Regions from separate parts of the Mus musculus genome. Here all the other regions are linked to region 1. Evidence: chromatin contacts called from public HiCAR-type and promoter capture Hi-C data. All regions are on one chromosome and are shown on one strand. The core of a region is the stretch at or near the end of the contact, and the rest is flanking DNA. Distances in the headings are between cores, read along the strand shown. Region 1 holds the start of Hdac8 (histone deacetylase 8). Region 2 holds the start of Pbdc1 (polysaccharide biosynthesis domain containing 1). Region 3 holds the start of Igbp1 (immunoglobulin (CD79A) binding protein 1).

Region 1 (3,442 bases), core at 364-2,863:
CCTATTAAGTAAGCTAAGTGCCCTCCATTCATTATCTGGCTCTGTTATTAATATGGTTTCAAATGAAGTAGCCTTATCTTATCTATTATAATGCAGATTCCCTGAGAGTGCAGTGTATCTTTGAATCCAAAGCTAAAGTGTACACTTAGTTCATAGAAGTGCTTAATAGTGCACTCAGTTCATAGAAGTGCTTGGGTAACTGAATGATTACAGTGCTTTGAACTAGTTCTATAGACAAATACAAATGAAGCATAACTTGTTCCATTCTAATTGGAGAACAAATGCATATCTCTCTCTCTCTCTCTCTCTCTCTCACACACACACACACACACACACACACACACACACACACGTACATACCTCAAGATTGCAAGAATATTAAGTATTGGGATACTAAATCGAATATTGACCACAGGTATAGCAGAAAGTCAACCTGGAAGCATCAAATTCACATAGTAAAAGGAGTATTTAGGTTTTGGGTGTTAGGTAGAGCTAATTTTGGATTGTTTTCCTACCTCAGTGTGTGACCGAGAATAGTTTTTACCCTCCAAAGTACATCTGCAAAGTGGACATGTTACAGCTTGCGTCATAGAACTGTTGAAAGGATTAAGATAATATCCAAAGTGCTTATCACGAAACAAAAGTTTAAAGCAAGCTTGTCTTTTAAAGAAAGTACAAATCTGGGCCTGTCTCGGAGGCCTCAGTGTGTCAGTTGAGGATGGTCTGAGTGCTGGGAGTCTGGGAATTGACCAGCTAGGCTCAGATCTTGTAGGCATCCAGAACCCCCAAACTTCTGGTGGAAATAACACTGCCTGGGGACACACTAACACCCTGTACACCAAACCTAAAACATTTGCCCTAACCGTTGTTTAGCTTCAGAAGCAAATGAAAGAAAAAGTGGCTGTGTGTTGGGGGATGGGGGAGGTGTGTTTTCCCACTACTTGGGAGAGAACCCTTGCTTTTCATCACATGAAAGCTCCACAGTCCCTGTCTCAGTTTTAGGAAGGTGACATCGGGTTTGTCAGAGTGGATTATTGGAGAGGCTGTTAATCTCTTTCAGACAGTGATGAAAAGTAGCGAACTAAAGTTGCAGCACGAAATTTACTCTGTAAACATTTCAAACAATCCTCAGCCTTAGCACCATTAGCTAATGTAGCTGGGTGGTGGTCTTGCCTGCTATTGAATGTATAGTTTACCTCTATTTAAATATTTAAATGATATTTGCAGTTTGAAAACTTAAAAGAGTTCAGACTCTTAGCGCCAAAACTTGAAACCACGTTTTTTTAGTGTTTAGCTGTGTTTCTTTCTGTTACCATACTCCTTTAAAACTACATCTCCCAGCATGCTTTGGAGCTGGTCTGACCTCATTTCAAATGGCCCCGTAGGGCAACAAGGCTGGTTACTTTTGACCGTGCTACTTGTGCCATGAAAAAATTGATCCCAATTGGCAGTTATTTGGTTTTTATATCTGTCAGGCACCTTTTTTGAACTGTGGTCATCAGTAGAAGGCATCTGGTCTGGAAGGGCCCATCCATCCCTGTAGTTGGACGAGGGACCAGGGAAACTGTCTCCGGCGATCTAAATAGGAGGGAATGTTGACAAGGGAGCACCGCTGGGGCTGAACAGAGGAGCAGGAACTGGAGCTCAGGCTGAGTCTGAAAACTGTTGGCTCCAGACTTTGGCTCGCGGACGGTTGGAAGTGGGAGATGGAGATGCCAGAGGAACCCGCCAACAGTGGGCATTCACTACCCCCGGTTTATATTTACAGTCCCGAGTATGTCAGCATCTGCGACTCCCTTGTGAAGGTCCCCAAACGGGTAAGAGAGGTCTGGATCAAAGACCACGGTTTGCGGGGATGGGGGTGGGAGGGTGTGAAAGGGAGTACATTAGGAAACGAGAAAACTGGACTGAAGGATACCTTCAGCAAAAATGTAACTAGCAGTGCCAGGCACGCCAAGCCGAGCAGAAGGAAGTGGTTCATTACCTTCAGAGAGCGCAGTGGGGCATCCAACGCTCGAGTGGGGGCGGGGGGCGGGGGAGGGGAAGGATTGGCGCAGAGGTGAGCGGAGTTACCAATAGGGGGTCCTGGACCACAAACTGTTAGGAGAGAGTATTCCATCACTTGCGTTAGTAAAGCTGGGGAGCTTCGAATCTTGGCGATTTTGAGACTCTGTGTTTGTCTTAAGTGTATTCTGTTAAAGTGACAGAAGGGAGAAGAGAGAAAGTAGTTAGTTCTCCGCGCAGGCTGTTGTTGTTAATGGCATTTCAGTACATTGAACCTTAAGGAGACTGCTCTGCCTTTCTTTGATGCTGTTTCAGGCCAGTATGGTCCACTCTCTGATCGAAGCCTATGCCCTGCATAAACAAATGAGGTAAGTGCGTTGACCTTTCTGAACATGATCATTTCTGAGGGCAGGCGTGTTCATAGCCTTAACACCTTGTCTCCTCCCAGTGGGACTAACCAGCGAGAAATGCTGCGTTCAAAAAAAAAAAAAAAAAAAAGCTTGTGTGGGAGTGGGGTGTTCATAGTCTTTGTTAGATGCTTGTACCGCCGGGAAAGCTTGAGAACAGTTGGGAAAGGCACACGAAGGGGTTAAGATCCCTTAGAAAAGAGACTTTGCTTCTAGACATGTGAGGAGGTGTTAAGCTGGAAAATGTTTTGTTTTATATTTGGTCTGGATTTTGTTTGTTTTCTAAAGCTAGATTTGGGGATGTGGGTTCAATTTGAGACTTAGATCTGCTACCCCACCCCCATCACCACCAAACTTTAACCTGGTCTCTGTTGACCACACAAGTAAAGCTAGCTACATCCTTCTCAAAAACAAGCCAAAAACAAGCTTTCTGTTGATTGCCAATTCTATATTTAATGTCATAAATGAAAGTATTATGGACCTGGCACATGTCAAATCAGGTTTTCTCATTACTGACCAACTACGTGACTGGCTAGATCACCTAATGCTGCATTTTCTTCACAGAAAGTAATATAATAGGTTTTCATATTTTATTCTTAGTATTAAGTCATTTTTAGTGTGTACATTCTTTTGGAATGTGTTGTTGTTTTGAGACAGAGTCTCACTGTGTAGTTCTGGCTAGCCAAGAACTGTTAACATCAACCAGGCTGGCCTTGAATTTACCAAGAACCACCTGCCTTGCCTCCCAGGTGCAGGATCAGCAGGTTTGCAGCACCATACCCTTCTAGGAATGTTTTCCTCCCTATGCTTAATTCCTATGGTCATCAAAATAACTACTTGTCTTTCCTTAAAAGTATTTTAACACTTTTCTGAGCCTGGTGGTACAGGCCGTTAATTCTAGGCCTTTGGAAGGCTGAGACAGGAACATCACAACTTCAAAGCCAGCTGGGTAACTTAGCCACACCCTGTCTCAAAATACAATTTTTAAAGGGGTTTAAGATAGTGTTCAATGTGTAGAACACTTGCCTAAC
Region 2 (3,442 bases), core at 348-2,847, 2.6 Mb before region 1:
ATCAGTTCAGAAATCTCAGTCCTGCAAAGGATAAGAAATTAAGACATCTTGCTAAATCTCAAGAAGTCTACAGAAAATGTTGCTGTCAGGGATAAAAACTGAATAAGTGGATTTGGCGATATAAATCTTTCGTCCCAACGGTGACCAAAAGAAACTGTCAATACAGAATAACAAAAACAATGAACTGCTGGGCAGTGGTGGCGCACACCTTTAATCCCAGCACTTGGGAGGCAGAGGCAGGCAGATTTCTGAGTTCGAGGCCAGCCTGATCTACAGAGTGAGTTCCAGGAGAGCCAGGGCTACACGGAGAAACCCTGTCTTGAATAAACCAAAAACAAACAAAAAAAAACCCAATGAACTACTGGACATCTTTTTCTCCAGCATCAAGTGATAACTATTATACTAAATGAAATAAAAATACAATTTATCATTACATATGTAATATATATTGTATTATATAAAAAATTAAACGTAACTTACATTAATATACCCACTTACATACATCAGAGTTGTTGGGAGGACAAAAATACATGTGAAACTATTTTTCACTTTCCTGAGTGTAGCAATGCTATAGTCATCATTTGTCTTTATCAGATAGCCAATTTTCCATTCTGTAAAACTCCAGAACAAATGATGTAGCTAAATTATATATAAGCATATCTGAACAAGTACCCACTGGACTTTCCTTTTTCATCCTGCCTGCTGTCCCCTTCATGATGCCAGAAAAATCCATCTACACATGCACCTCCCACCTTAGACCAAGACATTTTCCTACCTTTGAATCTATATTTTCTGTCCACTTATACTTTGAGGATCCAGTTCCAGTGACATTTCCCAGATGTAATCTACTGCCTCCATCCTTAAAAATCTCTCCTGCTAAGCCCTTTCCATCCTATTGCTTGAACCACTCATCTAGTACACATTACATCCTGACTGCTATCTCTGTCGTCTTTTTCTTCCCTTATCTCCCGACATTTGTACAGAGGTCCAAATGACACACACCACAAACCGGTGCCACTTTACCGCGCAGTGCAATCATTCATTTTAAAGGTTCTCTAAAAACTACTATGTTTTAGCTCTTCTTCCCCCAGACATTATGACTTGATCTGCTGTGGGCTGTAATCTGGTTGTGCCTCTGGTGCTGTGGCTTCCCAGGTGGTTTCTAAATCATAGAAAGTTAGCGACTCACTTTCACGTGGTCTAAAGTACTACAATTACACTGACTTGAAGGTACTATTTTCGGCTGAGGTGGGAAAGTCTGAAGATATCAAACAGTAAAGGAGCTTATAATTTAAAGCTGGGTGGGCGGGAAGTTGAGGTGAGTCATACTCACGTCGTTGCCATATGACTCCGGAGGGTGAGAGAGCGCATGGGCGATGGACAACGCTTCCCCAGAGACCTGAGGAGAAAAAAAAAAGCGGAGCTGAATGAGCGATTCTTTGACTCCTTGGGCCGCTCACCACCCCATCTCCACTTAGGTATTTAACCAACTCCAGAGTAGTATCTCACCGGCTCTTCGCTTTCGCCGGCAGCATCCATGTCGCCGCTAGGTAAGTGCGGCTTTCTCGTCCCGGAAGTGACCTGTTGCGCGCGCTGCTTTCACAGTTAACTGAAAGCAATAGGGCGGAAACAGAGACCAGTTTCTCCGTCTGCGCCTGCGTGCGCCCTCCCTCTGCAGAGGAAGCGGTGGCTCCGCCTTATCCGGGCCACGCAGGCGCCAGCGAACGCGTGTTGTTACCTAGCAACACTGTTCCTCTAGCCTAGGTGATAGAATATTCAATAAATCAATGGGGAAAATAAGTTATATGAAAAAAAAAACATTTTTAAACGATGCTGTTATTAAATCCCTTGTGTGCCGTGTTTCCAGTTCACGCGCGCGCAAACACACACACACACACATACGCCCGCCTTAACCACTTACAAGCAAGGTTCTAGAAGCAGGACGGTGGAATTCTGGGATGAAGAAGAAGAATTTGCTACCTGTTTTGGAAGAACTAGCAGAGTGAGGTAACAACGAGGTGTGCTTCATTATACACTGTGGGAGCATACCTGAGCTGAGTCATGATGGGTGCTTAACCAAGCAGGTCAGAAAGACTCAAGACAGAGGGAACGTGCATGGGCAGAGGTATTAGTGAAAAGGCATTAGAATATCTTGCAAAGAACAATCTAGCTGGAACAGATTGCAGTCAAGAGCTTTGTACGGTGAATTTTAATGAGATGAGAATTAAAAAAAAAAAAAAAAAAAAACCACAAGTCAAGGGGTTTTTGTTTTTGTTTTGGATTGGCATTTGTTTGTTTGAGACTTCTCCACTCTCATTTCCACAGAAGCTGTTCGAGTTTGGAATCTCACCAAAAGTGAACAAGAATTCCCATTCCCACATCCTCACCAAAATTTCTTATCAGTTGTTTTCTTGACCTTAATCTTTCTAAATTGGGGTAACATGAACCTCAGAGTTGTTTTAATTGGCATTTCCCTAATTGCTATAGATGCTAAAGTTTTAACGATAATCCTTAGCCAATTTTTCATCTCTTTTTTGGTTTGTTTTTGTTTTTTGCGTTTTTTTGTTTTTGTTTTTTGGGGTTTTTTGTTTGTTTGTTTTTTTGTTTGTTTTGTTTTGTTTTTCTGAGAATTCTCTATTCAGATCTGGAGCTGCCCCCTCCCTCCAGCCATTTTAAACTGGATCCTTGGCTTTCTGGAATCCTTTTTTTTTTTTTTTTTTTTTCCTTCCTATATTCTGGATAGTTTATCAGATGAGTAGCTGCCAAATATTCTCTCCCACTATGGGCTTCCTCTCTATTAGCTTATTGTTCCATTTTCTGTACACAAGTATTTTAGTTTTATGAGGTCTTCTTTGTTAATTGTTTGCCTTAATTCATAATTGAATGGAGTCCCGCTCAAAAGTCTCTTGCTACACCTATATGTTGTAGGGCTTCACCCATCTATTCTTATAGCAGTTCCAGCTTTACAGGTTTCACATTGATCTATTTGATCCATTTCAAGTTGATTCTAGTTCAGGGTAATGCATTCAGAATGCTGTAAAACTACATGCATTCATGTTTGGACTTCTATTTTGTTCTGTTGATTTCCTAGTCTGTTTTGGTGCCGTTACTGTAGTTTTTTATTATTATTATTATTGTAGTGCTGAAATCTTACCAAATTGTATAACTAAAACTATACTATTCCTTGACATCTATCCAAAGGGCACAGTGTCCTGTTTTACAGATACTTGCTCAGCCACATTCATCACTGCTCTGTTCATAACAGTTGGAAATTGGAAACAACCTAAATGCTTTCTCTCTCTGATTTGTGGATTCTAGATCTGAATCTTAAGAGGTGAGTGTAGAACCTGAAGTTAACACAGAAACCATGAAGGTTAAAGGAGAGAATGGGGAAGGGGTAAAATGAGCTATAAAGCAAGGTGAAGAGAACGAATTGGGCAAT
Region 3 (3,442 bases), core at 540-3,039, 2.0 Mb after region 1:
TGGCTCCAGCCTTATTTTATTGCTTGGGAGGGGGCACTGTTCTCCGCCCATACAGCTCCCTCCCAGCTGTTTATTTAAGGCCTCTGTGGCTTTACCAACGCTATTGCTCTGACGGGCGAATGCCATCCTCTCCTCTTCCCCAGCCTCACACTCCTAGTCCCCTTAAGCACCCCCTTTCCTGAGAAGCCTAGTCTTCCCACAGGTCCCCTCTCTGCCTGTGGGTGCCCCTGACTGCTTCCACCGTACTCCACACCTCTCCCTTCACAACATTTTATACTGCCATGCTGTTTCTACGCTACTTTTCCCCACAGAGCACAAAGATCACCCACATTCATACAAACACCCAATCAGTTCGTATCCCCAGTGCCTAACTTTGTTCTTAAGACACTGGGCATTCACGGAATTTTCTAAGGTTAAATCAAGGTTAACATGATGCTGTACCAGGGCTATGATTAATTCAGGATGCTAGACATCCCAGCCTGTATGCATTCTGAACAGAATTGCTCAGTAAATAGTTCAAGATATTGTGTACTTTTGAAATATTTACCCCATACAAACAGCATTATGCAGTGACATGGAAAAGGTTGTGGTATACTTTGATCAACCTAATGGTTAGAATAACACTGCTACTAGTGATGACCCTAAGGTGTGTGTTGAGGGGCTGGGGGGGTGGTCCTGAAGTTTTAGCACAACCCCCTCAACAATGGCACAAAGGCTTGTTAAGATTCAGGAAAGTTTGCTTTCACCAGGGTCTATGTTCATTAAGAACCAAGAAAATAAAATACACTATTCTGTAGTACACACACACACACACACACACACACACCACACAAACACATGCACCCCCAACTACAGCCCTCAAATTACAGCCATTGACCCACCTCTCTATTTTAGCCTGTCTTTGAGATGCCATAGCAACGAGATTTGGATAGGCCATGGAGGAGCTAGCAGTATTATTTTCAGCTGAGTTAGTCTTGGTTTGGGGTAGCTGAAACTCTGCCACATGATAGCAATGACACTGAGTTAAGAAATGTACGAAGTGTTCTCGAGCCCGCTGCAAATGATCTAGACGCTTGCTGGGGTTGACTTGTTTCATGGTGAGGGCTCCTTGCAACGCTGGCACCATCAGGTACTTCAGGTCGGTGGAAGCAATCTCTTCCAGATCTTCATTTCGGCTGCAAAGAGCAAAGAGGAGGCCGTGAAGCCTGGTTGAGCATTAAGCCGTGGCCCCTGCTTCTAGGGAAGAATAGGGCTGGGAGAGAGTGGTGCAAAGACATTGGCCAGATTAAAAAGAAAGTGGCTGAGCTTGCATACCCAAGGACCAGGCAGTCAGCCGTACACGAGGGAGCATTGTTCTGGGATATTAAGCATCTCAGAAGAAAAGTGGAGAATGGAAAGAATGTACACGGGTGAACAAGTAGGAACCGCGCGGTTTTAGCCTTAAAGGTCCTTTCCACCCAAGTGCAATGGCTCTGCCCTTGCTAGCCATTCCTTCTCTGCGGTTCCTGCCCTCTCCCCCGTACCTGAACAAATCAAGCTGCGATAACATTCCAGCAGCCTTCTCAAGGAGTTCTAGTCCTTTGGACACCTTATCCTGGATTGTTCGGGAGCCGGTGGGTTCAGTTGCTACTTCCACGTCCTCCAGAAGTTTTTTGCTTGTTTCAAAGAGCTCCGGAAGCCGCGGCAGCAGTAACTCGTCTTCAGACGCTGCCATCTTGTGGAAAGAAAGAAACCCGGAAGAATTTCTACCGAAGTCAAAGGTAAACTCCATAAAGACGAGCCCTAAAGCTCTCACGACACAGGAAGCAGTAGTGCATTGGCCAGCGACTTGTTACCAAAGCTTCCCAAATGACTTCTGGGAATCGCAGTTTTCTGGCCCTGGCAACCGTTTCCAGGGACTCATTTTCAGCCAGCCGCTTGTTTTAAAGTCGTCTGTGCTGTTTTACTAAAGATGGGCTCCACGTGGCCAGAAGTGGACTTGCAAGTTCCTAGTACTCTGAGGCACAGGAGTGGCGGGGCTGATTTCCAAACTCCAGCCAGCGTGAGTAGGCGAACGTGTTCCATGCTTGGAGAACCACGAGCCTGCTATGCCAGAGAAGTCAAGTCGTTCCCCCAAGGAAAGTCCTGCTAGTCAGCGGCCACTCTCTCGGTTTCCGGGTCTGCTTACCCTAGAGGACGTGAAGTTGTAAGTCGCGCTCTCGATCAATGCCCACCCACCGCGCCACAACCTTCTGTCCCCTATACACTCGAACACCCTTTGAGCCAGCACCCTGTGAAACCTTTCTCTTTGATCAGGAACATTTGAAAACTTGCAACTCCTATCTACCAACAGCCGGCTGCCTTCCTTTCTTGGAACTTTCTTTCCAGGTCACACTTCTATGCAGTCTTTGGTTCTCTCCCCATATACTGTGCCTTTCACCTCGCCGTTCGGATTTCTTCTGTGCACGCATACAGCACGGACCACACTGCATTAATAGCTAGTGTTTTATAAAATCTCCCTTCCAGAATGATTATGAGCCATCTTAGCACCTCCTCTGGCTATCCTTCATACTGAAGTTACCCAGAGTCATGATATATAAATAGAAAAATAAAGCGATCTCTTTGGAAATCAGCTCAGCTTTGCAGATACTAGATGGCTGGCTACCTAGTGCTCAGGTGTGCTTATCTTAAATTTAGATGTGTTGTAAAAGTAAATTACAGGTCAGATTTTGATTATATAATCAAAACATGTAAAAATATCTCAACGCTTTGACTATATGTTGAATGATAATATTTTTGAGACAGGGTCTTTTGTAATCCAGTCTGGCTTTGAAGCGCGATGGCCTTTACCTTCCAATCCCATGTGCAGGGATTACAAGAGCGTGTCACCACATTTGGTTCCTAGGGATTGAACTCAGGGCTTTGTGCATTCTACACAAGCGCTCTACCAGTTGAACCACACACACCCAATAATAGTATTTTAGTATATTCAGTTATGCGTTCTTAAATTTTCTTTGTTTTTAAAAATAGATGCCAACTATTTTTTTTGTTATTATTTTTTTGTTGTTGTTTTGAAACAAGTTCTCAAACTTGCTATGTAGGTAAGGATGATATTGAACTTGAGATCCATGGTTTCTACCTCCTGAGTGATGGTTACACCTGCAAAGTAGTACAGTCATACACGTGGTTTATGCTGGGGATTGAACATAGAGCCAGCCTTGTGCTACCTACACAGAACTCTACCAACTGAGTTACATTCCTGGTCCAATCTGCAAGAAAAGTTGAAGCAAACGTATTTAAAATGTATTATTAGTTATTGGATTGTGCCTGGGTTGTATGCGTATTTGGGCACACATGCCATGGCACACATGTTGAGGTTAGGGAACAGCCCTATAGAGTCAGTTCTCTCTTTTCATCTTTATGTGGACTCTAGGAATCGAATTTAGGTTACCAGGTTTGTGCA

What was found. Promoter capture Hi-C pulls out the DNA fragments that hold promoters and counts their contacts. HiCAR-type assays count read pairs that join an accessible place to other places.
Region 2: a HiCAR-type map of astrocytes shows a contact between it and region 1, with 3 times the contacts expected there. The contact joins the promoter of Pbdc1 here to the promoter of Hdac8 in region 1. A contact is called at or near these places in 1 of 39 promoter capture datasets (liver) and 1 of 115 datasets of contacts at active chromatin or transcription factors (astrocytes).
Region 3: a promoter capture Hi-C map of pre-B cells shows a contact between it and region 1, with 4 times the contacts expected there. The contact joins the promoter of Igbp1 here to the promoter of Hdac8 in region 1. A contact is called at or near these places in 3 of 39 promoter capture datasets (the C10 cell line, liver and pre-B cells).

What each region holds. Positions count from the first base shown.
Region 1 is chrX:102,503,329-102,506,770 of GRCm38.p6, reverse strand. It overlaps Hdac8 (histone deacetylase 8), which reads left to right and starts at 1,613. Exons shown (of 11, transcript NM_027382.4): 1 at 1,613-1,817; 2 at 2,320-2,372. The coding sequence starts at 1,707. It overlaps Gm32262 (a long non-coding RNA gene), which reads right to left. Exons shown (of 14, transcript XR_003953070.1): 14 at 1,445-2,192.
Region 2 is chrX:105,077,911-105,081,352 of GRCm38.p6, reverse strand. Pbdc1 (polysaccharide biosynthesis domain containing 1) reads right to left here and starts at 1,597. Exons shown (of 6, transcript NM_026312.5): 1 at 1,510-1,597; 2 at 1,334-1,399. The coding sequence starts at 1,539.
Region 3 is chrX:100,492,638-100,496,079 of GRCm38.p6, reverse strand. It overlaps Igbp1 (immunoglobulin (CD79A) binding protein 1), which reads right to left and starts at 1,789. Exons shown (of 6, transcript NM_008784.3): 1 at 1,524-1,789; 2 at 882-1,175. The coding sequence starts at 1,714. It also overlaps a transcript of Awat2 not described here.